3 separate regions of the Sus scrofa genome follow, and all the other regions are linked to region 2. The links are chromatin contacts, called in public HiChIP or PLAC-seq maps. All regions are on one chromosome and are shown on one strand. Each heading gives the region's core, a stretch centred on a gene start, on an enhancer-like site or on the middle of the called end of the contact. The rest is flanking DNA. Distances are from core to core; before and after follow the strand shown. Region 1 overlaps MCM9 (DNA helicase MCM9). Region 2 overlaps CEP85L (centrosomal protein of 85 kDa-like). Region 3 overlaps LOC110260244 (a long non-coding RNA gene).

Region 1 (4,077 bases), core at 765-3,264, 190 kb after region 2:
TCCAGAGGACCAATTTCTAACAGGGATTGTAGCTTCTCAAAAGGAGATCCTTTAGAAAGCCCTTCCTAACAACCTAGAAACACCTTTTCAGTATTAAGGGGCAATATGACTCTGTTTCTATGCACAAAATCCAAAAACAAACCACACCAAAAAGCAGATGAGCAAATTATTCTAAATATCATGTATAATCACAGAAAAAGGGAAAGAAGAAAATACATTAAAATTATATGGATTTTAAATTTAAATATATTTAAATACACTAAAATGTTAATGATAACTCTCTGGCAAATAAGATTATGCGTTTTTTTCTTTGTTTCTTTTTTTGTCTTTTCTAGGGCTGCACCTGTGGCACATGGCGGTTCCCAGGCTAGGGGTCTAATCAGAGCTGTAGCCGCCGGCCTACATCAGAGCCACAGCAACACGGGATCTGAGCCGTGTCTGTGACCTACACCACAGCTCACAGCAACACCGGATCCTTAACCCACTGATTGAGGCCAGGGATCGAACCTGCAACCTCATGGTTCCTAGTCAGATTCGTTAACCACTGAGCCACGACAGGAACGCCATGTGTATGTGTTTTTTTATTAATTATTATTATTAGTTTCAAAATACTTTATAAAGAATCTGTATATTGCTTACAACCCATCAGTGGGAAAAAAACATCAAAAATTATTTTTTAAATATTGGGTTATAGTCACTCATAGTAGACTTGGGAATGTTGATACAAGAAAATCTGGATTCACTGTAGTCACAGCCAAACCAAACCAAACCAAACCAAACCCACCCAAATAGCTTTCAAAATTACCACTACTTTCAGCATCAAATTGAGGTCAGGGATACTCATAATTGTTAACATTCTATAACTTTAAGAATTTATGGGGATTTTAAGGGTAGAATAATTTAGTTTTATTTTAGTGTGATCTTGATGTGGGGAATTAATTTCTCCACTATTTAAACTTTGCATTTTACTACATCTCCTAAAAGAGAGCATCTTCACACTCTGTTTGTGAGGTGGGTAGGATGGCCACCAGTTGAGGCTGGCTGTCACTGGTAAAGCATTTTTCCAAAGAAAGTGATAAAAATACAGATAGTTTTATGATTAATATGTGCTCTCCTTAAGGATAGAAAACTCTTAAGGGGATAAACCCACGAGCTACTGGGGGTTTTCTCACCTAAGGTTCACTTTAGAGTATGTCTTGGGGATCATTACTTTTCTTTGTGGGGCACCTGGTCTTGTTGCTGTGAGGATCAGTTCCAGAACATGCCCTTGCGTGACGAAGAAATACCAGAAGAAAAAAACCTGTTAAGGCAGCATCTTATCTTTTAGAGCATCACTGACTCTTGTTTTGTTTTCCTTCTTTCCATCCAGGAGGGTCATTTTTAATTTGGTAAGTCCCATTGCTATTTTCTATCATACAACACTGATTCTGAGCCTCATACCCTTCCCTTCTTGAATCTGGCATATGCCAGCGAGGGGTCATCAAAATGACCAGTTTCTGGTCACTCAAAATAAGCATCCCTCCAAAGTCAAGGCCAAGCCCAGGACAGGCCTCAAAAGAACTGGATACATCAAACCAGAAAAAAACCCAAGGAAGAGCTTTGATCTGAACGCTATGCTCTGGATCATGAAAAAGCCAGGAAACCAAAAGAAAAAGGGCCTCATTATAGACAAAGTGCAAGTTTACTGCAGGCTGGTATTTGGATATCAGCAGGACAAAGCCAGTCCCCACACTTCCCCAAAAGGCTGTGCTGAGGCTTTATAAATAGAAAGAGAACACTGCTAGATGAAGAGAGTCAGTGAATAGGAGAGAAAGGCCAGAAAAGAAAACTCTCAAGGTTTTACTTAAACAGTCAATAATCCCAGTGTGGTTCCCCAATTCTCCCTGTGCCACTGCTCTGCTCCCACATGCCCTGGATTCACCAGCCCCCAACCTGGAGGTCACCCCCAAAACTGAGTGCAGGCCAATTACTAACCTACTTCCACTGATCGGAAAGAGGCCCTGTGGCACACCTGCCATTCCTCACTCCTGTTTCACAGGCACAGACTCAGAGTCCAGCTTTCTAGGAGCTCATGTGTTGGGGAGCAGGCAAAGGTTAAAGTTTAGGTAATGCATGTGATACATTCCTTCTCATGTGTCCACACTTTAACAAGTCACTAGAAAGGGGAGTTTTGAAACATTGCTTTTGTCATACCTGAGCTGCTCCCCTGTAGGATGAAAAACAAATTCCCTTCTTAGTGTAAAACATATCCTACTCACTTGGGAGTTTCTTTTAGTCTGACTATGAAATACACAAATTTTTAAAAGTTCTGGACTTGGGCATGGAGGGAAAGAAAACGGTGATGCTGAAGGGAGGGTCAGAGCTGCTGCTCACGGACTAGGAGGGCCCTCCCCAGGTGAGAGTCAGTACTCTTAGCTCTCCTGTCATAGCCTTTCCAGCATTCCAGCAAGGCTAGCCTGAAAGCAGCCTGGGCCTCGGGCTCTACCTGCAATTTTCTTCCACCAGGATTATATAAACACTAATGATCAAATATTTATTATGCTTAGAGAAAGCTTTAAAACAATAAGAACAGAATTAGAATATTAATAAGCACTAAGATCCTTTGTGTAAACATCCTTGCACATGTCCTCTCCTGGTGAGGAAAAGTCGTACAAAAAAGTGTCATTAAAAAGTTTTGTGTGTGGGTCTGGCCTGGGCTGGGACCGATCACTCTCCTAAGAGTCCAACTTCCTCTTCCTTAACAGCACCTCTCTGAATAGCACTGCTCCATTTCTTATGAGCCAAAGAAGAAGAGGAGGAAGTGGTGTAATAAGCACAGTTTACTTGATTCCATGGAAACTATGTGTCATATTGGGTGTGAACTCTAAGCACCATACCTTGGAGCTTCTCATAAATAATCAGGACCCAGTTTATGATGCTTAGTAAAGGACCAGTCAGTGTTCTCCAAGAGGCTTACCAAAGCAGCACACCAAGGAAATGTAGCTGCAGAAGGTGGTCTCTACAGCATAGCCACCAATTCCCTCATTCCTATATGTTCATGCCTCTTTCCCCATCAAAAGGTGTGTCCACTGCCCTTTACCTGGCATGTGGGCTGCCCTCGTGACCTGCTCTGACCTATAACATGTGGCAGAAGTGATGCTGCCTCAGTTCTGGTCCAGCCCATAAGAGGCCTGGTGGCTTCACTTTGCTAAGCTACTTGAGCCCTCAGCCATCATCTCAGAATTCTCCCTACTTTACAGTAGTAAGAGCCCAGCCAATCCATAGCCATTTAAGCCACCCCAGCTAAGGCACCACACGTGTGATGGAAGCCATCTTGGACGTTCCAACCCCAGTTGAGCTCCCAGCTCAACACAGGTGTATGAGTGACTTCAGCTGGTACTCTGGGGAATGGAGATGAGCCACCCACACTGAGCGCACTTGAACTTCTAACTCCCATAAGAATGAGTGCTGAAATGGTGTGGTGTTTGTTTTTTAAGCCACCGAGCTTTGAAGCAGTTGATTATACAGCACTAGATGACTAAAATCCCCTAGAGAGAGAAGAGACAGATTTTCCACTTACTTTATGTTTCCTTCCTTTCACTAAATGCCAAGCAAGCATTTTCCATTGCATGCTTTTCTTGGTTTTCTTTTCTCACCTTTCAAGTCTTCTTAGCTCTTCACTCAAGACGTTGTGCAGTTCCAGTTTTTCCAGAATGAGTTCACACTGCCTCTGGTACTGCTTCAGAGGGTTTTCAGGAAAGGAAGTGTGGAGTGCATTCACACCTCCCAGAAGTGCACCTCCCTGAAGGGGTGAGAAAATGGAAAACACAGAGAGCGTCACCAGGCTAGGCTTCATCCCAGATGGCTAAGACCAGTCCCCTGCATCCCCATTGTGGGTATGAGTCACCAGGGAGCCTTTTTCAAATTTCAGTAGTCTTCTTCCCCAATTCCTGGTGGCAGGCATTGCTCTGTGAAGACACGCTGCCTCTTGTGGGACCACAAACATCTTCAGGTGTGTTGAGGAGAAAAAGGTTTGCGACTCACTACTTTATACCAGTGAATAAAGCAAGGTTACAGATGCAGAGACTGTTTCCATGA
Region 2 (4,067 bases), core at 1,566-4,065:
TTAAAGTAAATCATAAAAATCGCTTAGTCAACTTCACTGATTTATTCAAATGGTACCAATTTTGTACTAGGTACTAGAATACAAAATAAACACATGGTTCCTTATGTTTATGAACCAGAAGTCTAGTTGGGGTCACAGGCATATAAATCAAAATTATAGCATCGCCTAATGGCCATGTTTTGATATAGGTCTACTAAAAACCAGCAGAGGTGATAATCAATTCTGCCTTAAGAAGTCATGGAAGGTTTCATCAGGAACTGAGCCTTAAAGATTAACTAAAGTTCGCCTGGCAAAGAATCAAAGGTAGAGGCAGGGGGAAGGGAGACATTCCAGGCAACGCCAGAACAACATGTGCAAAAGGCAGAATCATAAAAGGGAATGAGGTATTTATGGAAAGGTGACATGTTTCATGTGACTAAAGTACCACTCATCAGCGTCAGGATAGGGAATGACTCCTATATGTGCTTCATGATGAACAACCGGCCTGCTCTTCCTTTTCCATGTTTTATCTCAGAATAGTTTTAAAATTCAGATCTTTTATACTATTTAAGTCCTAAAACCTCACAAAAATTAAGTTTAAACAGGAATTATCAATGATTCTCTACTGCCTCCTAAACTATATTATACTTTTTGAAGTATAGTTGATTTACAGGGTTGTGATAAATTCTGCTGTGCAACAAAGTGACTCAGCCATTCATATACACACATCCATTCTCCTTCAGATTCTTTTCCCACATAGATTATCACAGACTTCCAGGTAGAGTTCTCCGTGCTATACAGCAGGTCCCTGCAAACTGTACTTAATTATACAACTCATGTAAAGAGACTAGTCAAATATATACAGTAATAAGGAAAATCCTCTTTGTAATTATCTAACAGTAAAAATTCACTGTATCTACAACAAGCAAATCCAAGCCAAAACAACTTAAAGGGTGCATTTTCTTAAAGAACAAAACTCCTTTATTTCAATAGTACTTTAAGAATTCAAACTAAAGTAATTAAATATATACCAAGCTTAAGCTGACAGTTTCTAAGGTGATAACGTTACAGATAAATTAAGTAATGGCCATGAAGAATATATGCTAGAGAAACATAAGCTGTACCAACTCTTTGAAAGAATGACGTCTAGTTCGTTGTTCGGATCTCCTCACCACAGGTCAATACCATGAAAGAGACCAGAGTCCCCAGAGAAATGAAAGCTCAGTCCAATATATAATTCAAATCTTAATACAGCCAAATTGAAGCACTGAAACTACAAAATCTAACGACCATATACCACATGGTTTCTTTGTAACAAAAATTGGGAAGTTCTGACTGACCAGCCTGATACATATCTTCTTTCTCATTCTTTCAGTTCTTCCCTCTGCTATCTTTAGCACTAGTCTCTCTCAGAAACAGAACTATAGGTTGAGATGGGTTTTCTTGAGATGTGAAGCCACTAGGGAAAAAATGAAATTAGGCAGCTGGAGTAAGGTGGTAAAATCTTAATTAGCAGTGATATATCAACAAATGTTAATAACAGTTATCTCTGGGTAGTTAATAATGGTTATTTTTAAAATTTCATTTCCAACTTTTCTTGTTTCAAAATTCACATTAGAAGTATCCTTAATGACAACAAAACATCTCCAAAAGTTAACTGTTACTATCTCTGGGCAGTTAATTTATGGCTAATTTTTAATCTATATCCAATTTTCTACAATGATGCATTAAGTCCTGGGTTTTTTTATTAGCACAGATAATTATCAGGCACCAATTAATCAGATGGTTTTGTAGAAGAGCTTGTGGGAGCTCTGAAAGAATGCAAATGGAAACGCTGTTCTTAAGTACAGGTCCTCTGAAAATAACAATTATCTGTGGTAGATAGGAAGACAATGACAGTTTTATTTACTATGCCTTCTGAGTCTGAAAATCTTCAGTACTTAATACGGTCTTATTAAAATGTTACTTTAAATAGCATATCCAAAAAGCTATAAAACTGTAAAAAGGAATGGCAAACATTTCAATCTATAATTCTGATAAAATACTTCCCATTTAATGATTTTATTTTGGACTGAAATCAACATCCAGAGAAAATTTATTACATGTATTTCTTTTATATGTATATTTGCTAAATTTATTAGTAAAATGAATAGAAAACATTCATAATTTGATTTCTTCTTAAAAAATTATCTGTGATTGCTTCAGAAAATCTATACTAAAATCTCAAAACATGTAGATGTGAATAAATGTAAACTCTTCAAATGCGCTTTATTTTTACATCTTATTCCAGAAATGCTCAGAAATAAAAAGAATATCTCTTTGAAACAGTATCTAATGTCATACTTAAATGCACTCATTTCTTTTTATTAGATTGCTCTGGAGCCATTAATACACTAATGTTCACAACAATTATGCTCATAGAGAAACGGTCTTAATGAAACTGTATGTAAGAACTTGCCTAAGGGAACAGCCCAAAACAAGCTGCCCCCTAAACTAAACTATACATCTAGTCATTCTGAGAGAAGGAGGCAAGAACTGAAGTTACTGCACTCCAAACAGAAAACATCATTGTGACCATAACCAAAAAAGACAGGTTCTCAGAAAGAGACAGGCAGATGGACAAAGCCACACATAGACTATTGAGATACTGGATGTCATAAATACAAATAATGTAGAGAATGAGGGATTACACAAAACTGTTTTACCTGTTCAGAAAATAAGTTATTATACATATGATCCTAATCCATCTACTATTTTTACATTCCAGGCTGCCTAAAAGAAGACAGTGATCTCATATTTGGCTGGTAGCTTTTTCAGCTTTCTCTTGACGGCTTAAAACTTCAGGCTTCCTGCCTTCCTGGTATCATGGATAAAGTCCAATACCTCACTCGCTCTGCTATTAGAAGAGCTTCAACCATTGAAATGCCTCAACAAGCACGTCAAAACCTTCAGAACCTATTTATCAATTTCTGTCTCATCTTAATATGCCTCTTGCTGATTTGCATCATCGTGATGCTTCTCTGAAGTTCTGCCACAATCTCCAGTGCTACAATTTATCACCATCAGCTTAAAATCTGTCATCCCATGAAGAAGGGAAACAATACTATATAAGAGACCACTTCCTCAGCAGAAAGTTCTTTATGAAAAGGTCAAGATTTGGAATGAAACAAATTGTTAGCAAATGTATTCATCTGCTGGATCTTGTAAACATGAAAAGGGCTTTATTTTCAGAAACTAACTTTAAAATGACTATAAGTGTGCATAATGCAACTGTTGATTTTCTCAACAGAGCTTATAAATTTCTATCCCAAATCTTTTCTGAGGATGAACTAGGGGTTTAGTTTGGAAACTGCACTGCTAACTAGTTCACGTCATATATAAAGCATTAGCTTCACTCTTTGGGGTAAATATAATTTATACTGTACTGTAAAAGCCTCTTTGATGTTTATTAAGTATTTTTCAGGTCTTCACCAAGTGTACCAAAATAATCATTCAAATGAACTATCATTTGAAATAGCCCACTGACTCCTCACATCTGCTGTCTTTATTATCATCACACAGAATCTCTAGTGGTATCAGAACCTACATTCTAAAAGAGAACTTGTATTCTTTTCTCTATACTACACTAATATTTTAAAAAATTTATGAGAATCAAGTAGGAAAAAGACCATATCCTTACATAAACAAAATTTCTCTTAACCATTTTTCTCAAAGAATTATAGAATTCTAGTACATATAGGTAAAACTATAAATCTGTTCTCTATACACAAGAACTGCTGGTTAATTTAACATGTGACATTGTGATTAGCCATAATTACTAATACACTAATAGAATAGAATCTACCTTAATTTAAGGCACAATAGATAATTATCTGAGTTAGAACACATAACTTGCCACACTTTATCTCTGGAATCATGAAATCTTAAGAAGACATTAGAGTGATTTTATAGGTTACCTTCTATTCTAATTTCACCCACAATGTAGACAAGGGAAAGAATAAAAAATATTATTTCAAGCATTAAAAATAAAATTTGAAATATCTCTCCAGAATTAACAAATTCTTTGATTAAATTTTGAAACGAACTTT
Region 3 (4,287 bases), core at 216-2,715, 140 kb after region 2:
AAAAAAAGCACTTTTTTATAGAGTCTACTGCAAGTATACTGGAGTTTTTAAAAAGTAAAACCATAGAATAATTTTTGCTAGCAATTTCAACAAAAAAGAAATCTGGAATTAAGGCAAATTGGAAGAATATTGAGCAAAATATAGTCACTCTCTTTTAGGATGCAGTAGTAGAAGATGGAAATTCAATTTTGATGTTGTTCCCTTTGTTTATCATAACAAGAGGTGGTACACCCCACCCATCCAGTTTCCTGCTCTAAGGTACAAAGATAAGCTTACAGCTTATAACAGTGCACTACTGAGAACATTCTAAAGCTAAGGGGCAAACCACACTTACTAACGCTTGGTTTTTCCCCTCAGTATAGCTACCAACTTCCATTTACAATGTACGAATATTTTTCTGTTATTTTTTAACCAAATCATATTTTTATTACCAAGATCACTTTTAACATATAAAAATGAAAAAGAAATCATTGTCCTGCCATGTTTATATAATCATATTAAGCATTTGTATTTTTTCATATTAATTTTTTCATTAATTTTCATTGACCCTGTATTTTCCCAAGAGGAACAGGTCAGTCTTTGCTAATTCAGTGTTACCATGACTTTATAGATCATAACTACCCCAAAATAATGAGAATTGACTGTATTTTTATGCTTTGCTTAAAAACCTTTAAAAACTCTTCACTATTATGAAGCTTATATTCCTAAACGTGCCATTTAAGGCACATACGTTTACGCCCTAAATGAATTCTTTAAGCTTGTCTTTGACTAATCCCCAGGGTGAACTTTTGTTGCTGAGAAAGATTCACTACGATTGTAAGAAAGAGCTGGTTGAAACAAACACCTTCAGGTTTGCCAGCAGAAGGCTATCTGCCGGAGAAAACAAATTCTGCTTTAAGTTAAAATTCTATGGCAAAAAGGCCCTTATTTCTCAGGCATCTAGAGAAAGGCTCTTTCTCTTTTACGTCTCTTGGCAGCATATTATCAGGGTCGTTGTTTCTGGAAAACTATTTTGTTGTTACCATGTTACTGCTTCATTCACAGTCATGGAGCCAAATTGGACTATAGTCATTCCATTGATGTGAGCTCCTAGCACTGAGGTTAACTCTGACACTCTCTGAGAGCATACTCTGTCCCGAAGCCAGAAACAGTGCCAGGAAACATAACCAAACAGTGATATCACAGAGTAGAGCCTCTATGGGTGAGTGCAAACATTTAAAATCAGCGTTCAGAGGTTTCTGGCATTAAGAGTTACAGATCATGAGATTTGGACCCATATTCAGTTCCAAGTAGATTCTTGCTGCAATGTTAAACTTCTGCACTCCCCTGACCCATCCATAGCTTGATGTATCTTTACAGACTATGTGACGGTGGTGGGGAAATACAAAGGGCACAGCCCCACGTTCACCTCTCTGCTCACCACGATGCAAAGGCAGCATCTGTGTGCCAAGCAGCACAGCTGTCCAGGGGCTTCAGGCAGTGACCAAAAACAAGGTCACTGGCAGCCCTGGGAGGAAGGAGCAAAGCAGCTGCAGTGTGGAACAGGCTCAGAACAGAAGGGAAAAGATGCCCCTTCCCCAGATACGCTGTCAAGGGAGGCTAAGATCTGGGATACACACCATGGATGGACAGGTCTCTCCAAAGGACTCCACTGCCCACATAATTAAGTCCAAATTCTTCAGCCTTAGACTCACATGCTGATGTCAGACCCCCTTACCTCATCATCTCCTTCTGCCCCCAGCCACTTGTTGTTCTCCAAGCTCATCATCTCCTGTCCAGTCTCCATTCACTGGCCTGTGGGGATGGCTTGTCTCTTTTCTGAATGGTTAGTTCTGCTAACCTATCATCTCCTCTGAGCAGCCTGCCCAGAACCACTCGGGTCCCCACAGAGTAACTCACACATTCCTGGTGCTCTCCCGCACCTTCTTACCCTACACTCTGGAACCATCCATACTGGTTTATAATGATCACTGCCAAGTCTGCCTCCTCACCTAGCCTATGAGGCTTCTGAGAGCAGGAACCTAGTCTTCCTCCTGTTTGTGTCTCTGATGTCAGCCAGTGCCTGGTATGTCTAGATGCCCAGGGTGTCCTGATGATTAAATACCTGAATGCAGGGATACCTTTTTCCTCTTTTTTTTAGGGTTGCCCCTATGGCATATGGAAATTCCCTGGTGAGGGGTCAAATTGGAACTACAGCTGCTGGCGTATGCCACAGCCAGGGCAACACCAGATCTGAGCTGCATCTGTGACCTACACCACAGCTTTTGGCAAGACCAGATCCTTAACCCACTGAGTGAGGCCAGGGATCGAATCCACGTCCTTGCAGACACTATGTCAGGTTCCTAACCTGCTGAGCCACAACCCGAACTCCAGAGATATATTTTTGAGACGCTAATGGCTTCACTTTGGTCTTTGCTTGCTCCACAGCTCCATGTTAAGCTGGGCAGCTCAGAAGGTGCAGTCCCTTCTAAAGTTGGAAGATAACTGGGTGGTAACACTAGCTGTTCTAAGGAAGGCAGCCATAGTGTAAGAGAAGTTCCAACCAACAGTAAAAGGAAGGGGAAGCCTGTCCCTCCCCAGTCCAGTGTAGAGAGGAAGGAGAAAAAAAGATAGAGGTCGGGGAAGTCCACTAGGGCAAGGATGTTCTGACCGATCTTCAGACCACATTCCAAAGAATTGGATGCTGCTAGTTGAGAGGACACTGAAAGCAGAGGGATCTTGTGCCCCACTCCCAGGTTAGAACCCTGGAAGGAGACACAGGGAGGCCCCATGCAATCAGCAGGAATCCACACTAGACAAGGTCTGACTCATGCTCCTGAGGCCCCCTCCTCCATGGGGTGGAAGCTCCTTAGGTAATCAGCAGGTAGCTGAAAGGTAAGTGCCATGATAATCATAGAAGAAACGGTGAGGCATGTCTGTGCTGAGGCTTTGGCACAGACAACTTAAGCCAAAGGTCAGTGCAGAACTTTGCTGAGGTGCAAAGGGGAGGCCCAGTCTGCAAGGGAAGACCACCAGACCCTGTCAAGCCAAGAGATCAGGCCTCAGATCACCATCCACAGGCTTCAGCTGCAGTGAAGTGGCAGGAGGACACGTGGAGGCCTTTTATAAATTCCAGAAGGCCCCTGAGGTCTCGGTCTGTGGGCCCAAGGCCCCCTTCCCCCTCCATAAGGTCATATCCATATTTAACAGTAGTTACTGCCTTGGGAAGACCAGGGATTGAGGAAGAAATCTAAAAGATGCAGTATTTATGAATAAAAGAACAAGTTAAGGAGTTCCCGTCGTGGCGCAGTGGTTAATGAATCCGACTAGGAACCATGAGGTTGCAGGTTCGATCCCTGCCCTTGCTCAGTGGGTTAACGGTCCGGTGTTGCCGTGAGCTGTGGTGTAGGTTGCAGACGCGGCTCGGATCCTGAGTTGCTGTGGCTCTGGCGTAGGCCGGTGGCTACAGCTCTGATTGGACCCCTAGCCTGGGAACCTCCATATGCCGCAGGAGCGGCCCAAGAAATAGCAAAAAAAGAAAAAAAAAAAAAAAAAAAAAGAACAAGTTAAGTCATTAAAAGCAATGAGGATATATATTTAACTGGCCGGACAGGGACTCCCACCTCAACTTTATTCGAGGAGGCGAGAGCTTGAGAAGAGGATTTGCCCAGCTAAACAGAGAACTCTATTTTGGGGAGTGCATGGATTAAATTTTTCAACGCTTCTATAAATGAAAGAAAGCCAGACAAAGAGAAGGGCTCAGGTGAAACTATCTAATGAAAAAAGGAAGCAGCAATGAAATAGGGATGCTGTCCTGGGGACATTTTGCCTAGTAATGGGCCTCTTGTTTAAATGTCCATGCCTTCCTCTTTTGTGAGTGATCTGTGCTTCCCCAAAACCCTGTGAAGAGAAGAAATCAAGCAATAGGAAGCCTGGCTCTGGGTTGCAGCCATGCCAGTCAGGTATAATTAGCCTCTTGGCTGCCCCTCACTGATACTTTCAGAAGCAGTGTGTGTGTGTGTGTGTGTGTGTGTGTGTGTGACTTTTATTCACCTTTGGGCTAGGGGGCCTCATGGACTCATAGTCTAACATTCACAGCTTATAACGAAGGGTGAGGACTTGTCATTCACCTTGTGGCTGGAAGACCAGGACTGGCCCAGCCCGCTGACTCTGACACTGTGAACTCTCAGGTCTAGCCTGTGGGTCTGGCTTCCAGTTCCTACCTTTGCCTTCCTTGGCCTCCCCAGACAAGAACTCTGGATTGATGCCAAAACCCAAGCATGGGAATTCCTGTTGTGACTTATAGGA

The links. HiChIP or PLAC-seq counts read pairs in DNA pulled down with a chosen protein or histone mark.
Region 1: an H3K27ac HiChIP or PLAC-seq map of skeletal muscle shows a contact between it and region 2. The contact joins two enhancer-like sites. A contact is called at or near these places in 25 of 47 Hi-C or Micro-C datasets (adipocytes, adipose tissue, alveolar macrophages and 16 more) and 2 of 2 datasets of contacts at active chromatin or transcription factors (alveolar macrophages and skeletal muscle).
Region 3: an H3K27ac HiChIP or PLAC-seq map of skeletal muscle shows a contact between it and region 2. The contact joins two enhancer-like sites. A contact is called at or near these places in 1 of 47 Hi-C or Micro-C datasets (embryonic fibroblasts) and 2 of 2 datasets of contacts at active chromatin or transcription factors (alveolar macrophages and skeletal muscle).

Annotation. Positions count from the first base shown.
Region 1 is chr1:43,259,123-43,263,199 of Sscrofa11.1, reverse strand. MCM9 (DNA helicase MCM9) reads right to left here. Exons shown (of 16, transcript XM_003353232.4): 12 at 3,636-3,781. Among named protein-coding and RNA genes, the nearest start is that of ASF1A, 46 kb to the right of the region's middle. Within about 2 kb of position 2,014, at least 10 of the 83 cell types and tissues checked have an H3K27ac peak or open chromatin away from gene starts, as enhancers often do. A contact at or near this core is called in skeletal muscle, where this site is marked.
Region 2 is chr1:43,448,694-43,452,760 of Sscrofa11.1, reverse strand. The region is part of intron 3 of CEP85L (centrosomal protein of 85 kDa-like); the gene reads right to left. It overlaps PLN (phospholamban), which reads left to right. Exons shown (of 2, transcript NM_214213.1): 2 at 2,747-3,407. The coding sequence starts at 2,845. The coding sequence ends at 3,003. Among named protein-coding and RNA genes, the nearest start is that of PLN, 8.2 kb to the left of the region's middle. Within about 2 kb of position 2,815, at least 7 of the 83 cell types and tissues checked have an H3K27ac peak or open chromatin away from gene starts, as enhancers often do. A contact at or near this core is called in skeletal muscle, where this site is marked.
Region 3 is chr1:43,309,454-43,313,740 of Sscrofa11.1, reverse strand. The region is part of intron 2 of LOC110260244 (a long non-coding RNA gene); the gene reads right to left. Among named protein-coding and RNA genes, the nearest start is that of CEP85L, 81 kb to the left of the region's middle. Within about 2 kb of position 1,465, at least 21 of the 83 cell types and tissues checked have an H3K27ac peak or open chromatin away from gene starts, as enhancers often do. A contact at or near this core is called in skeletal muscle, where this site is marked.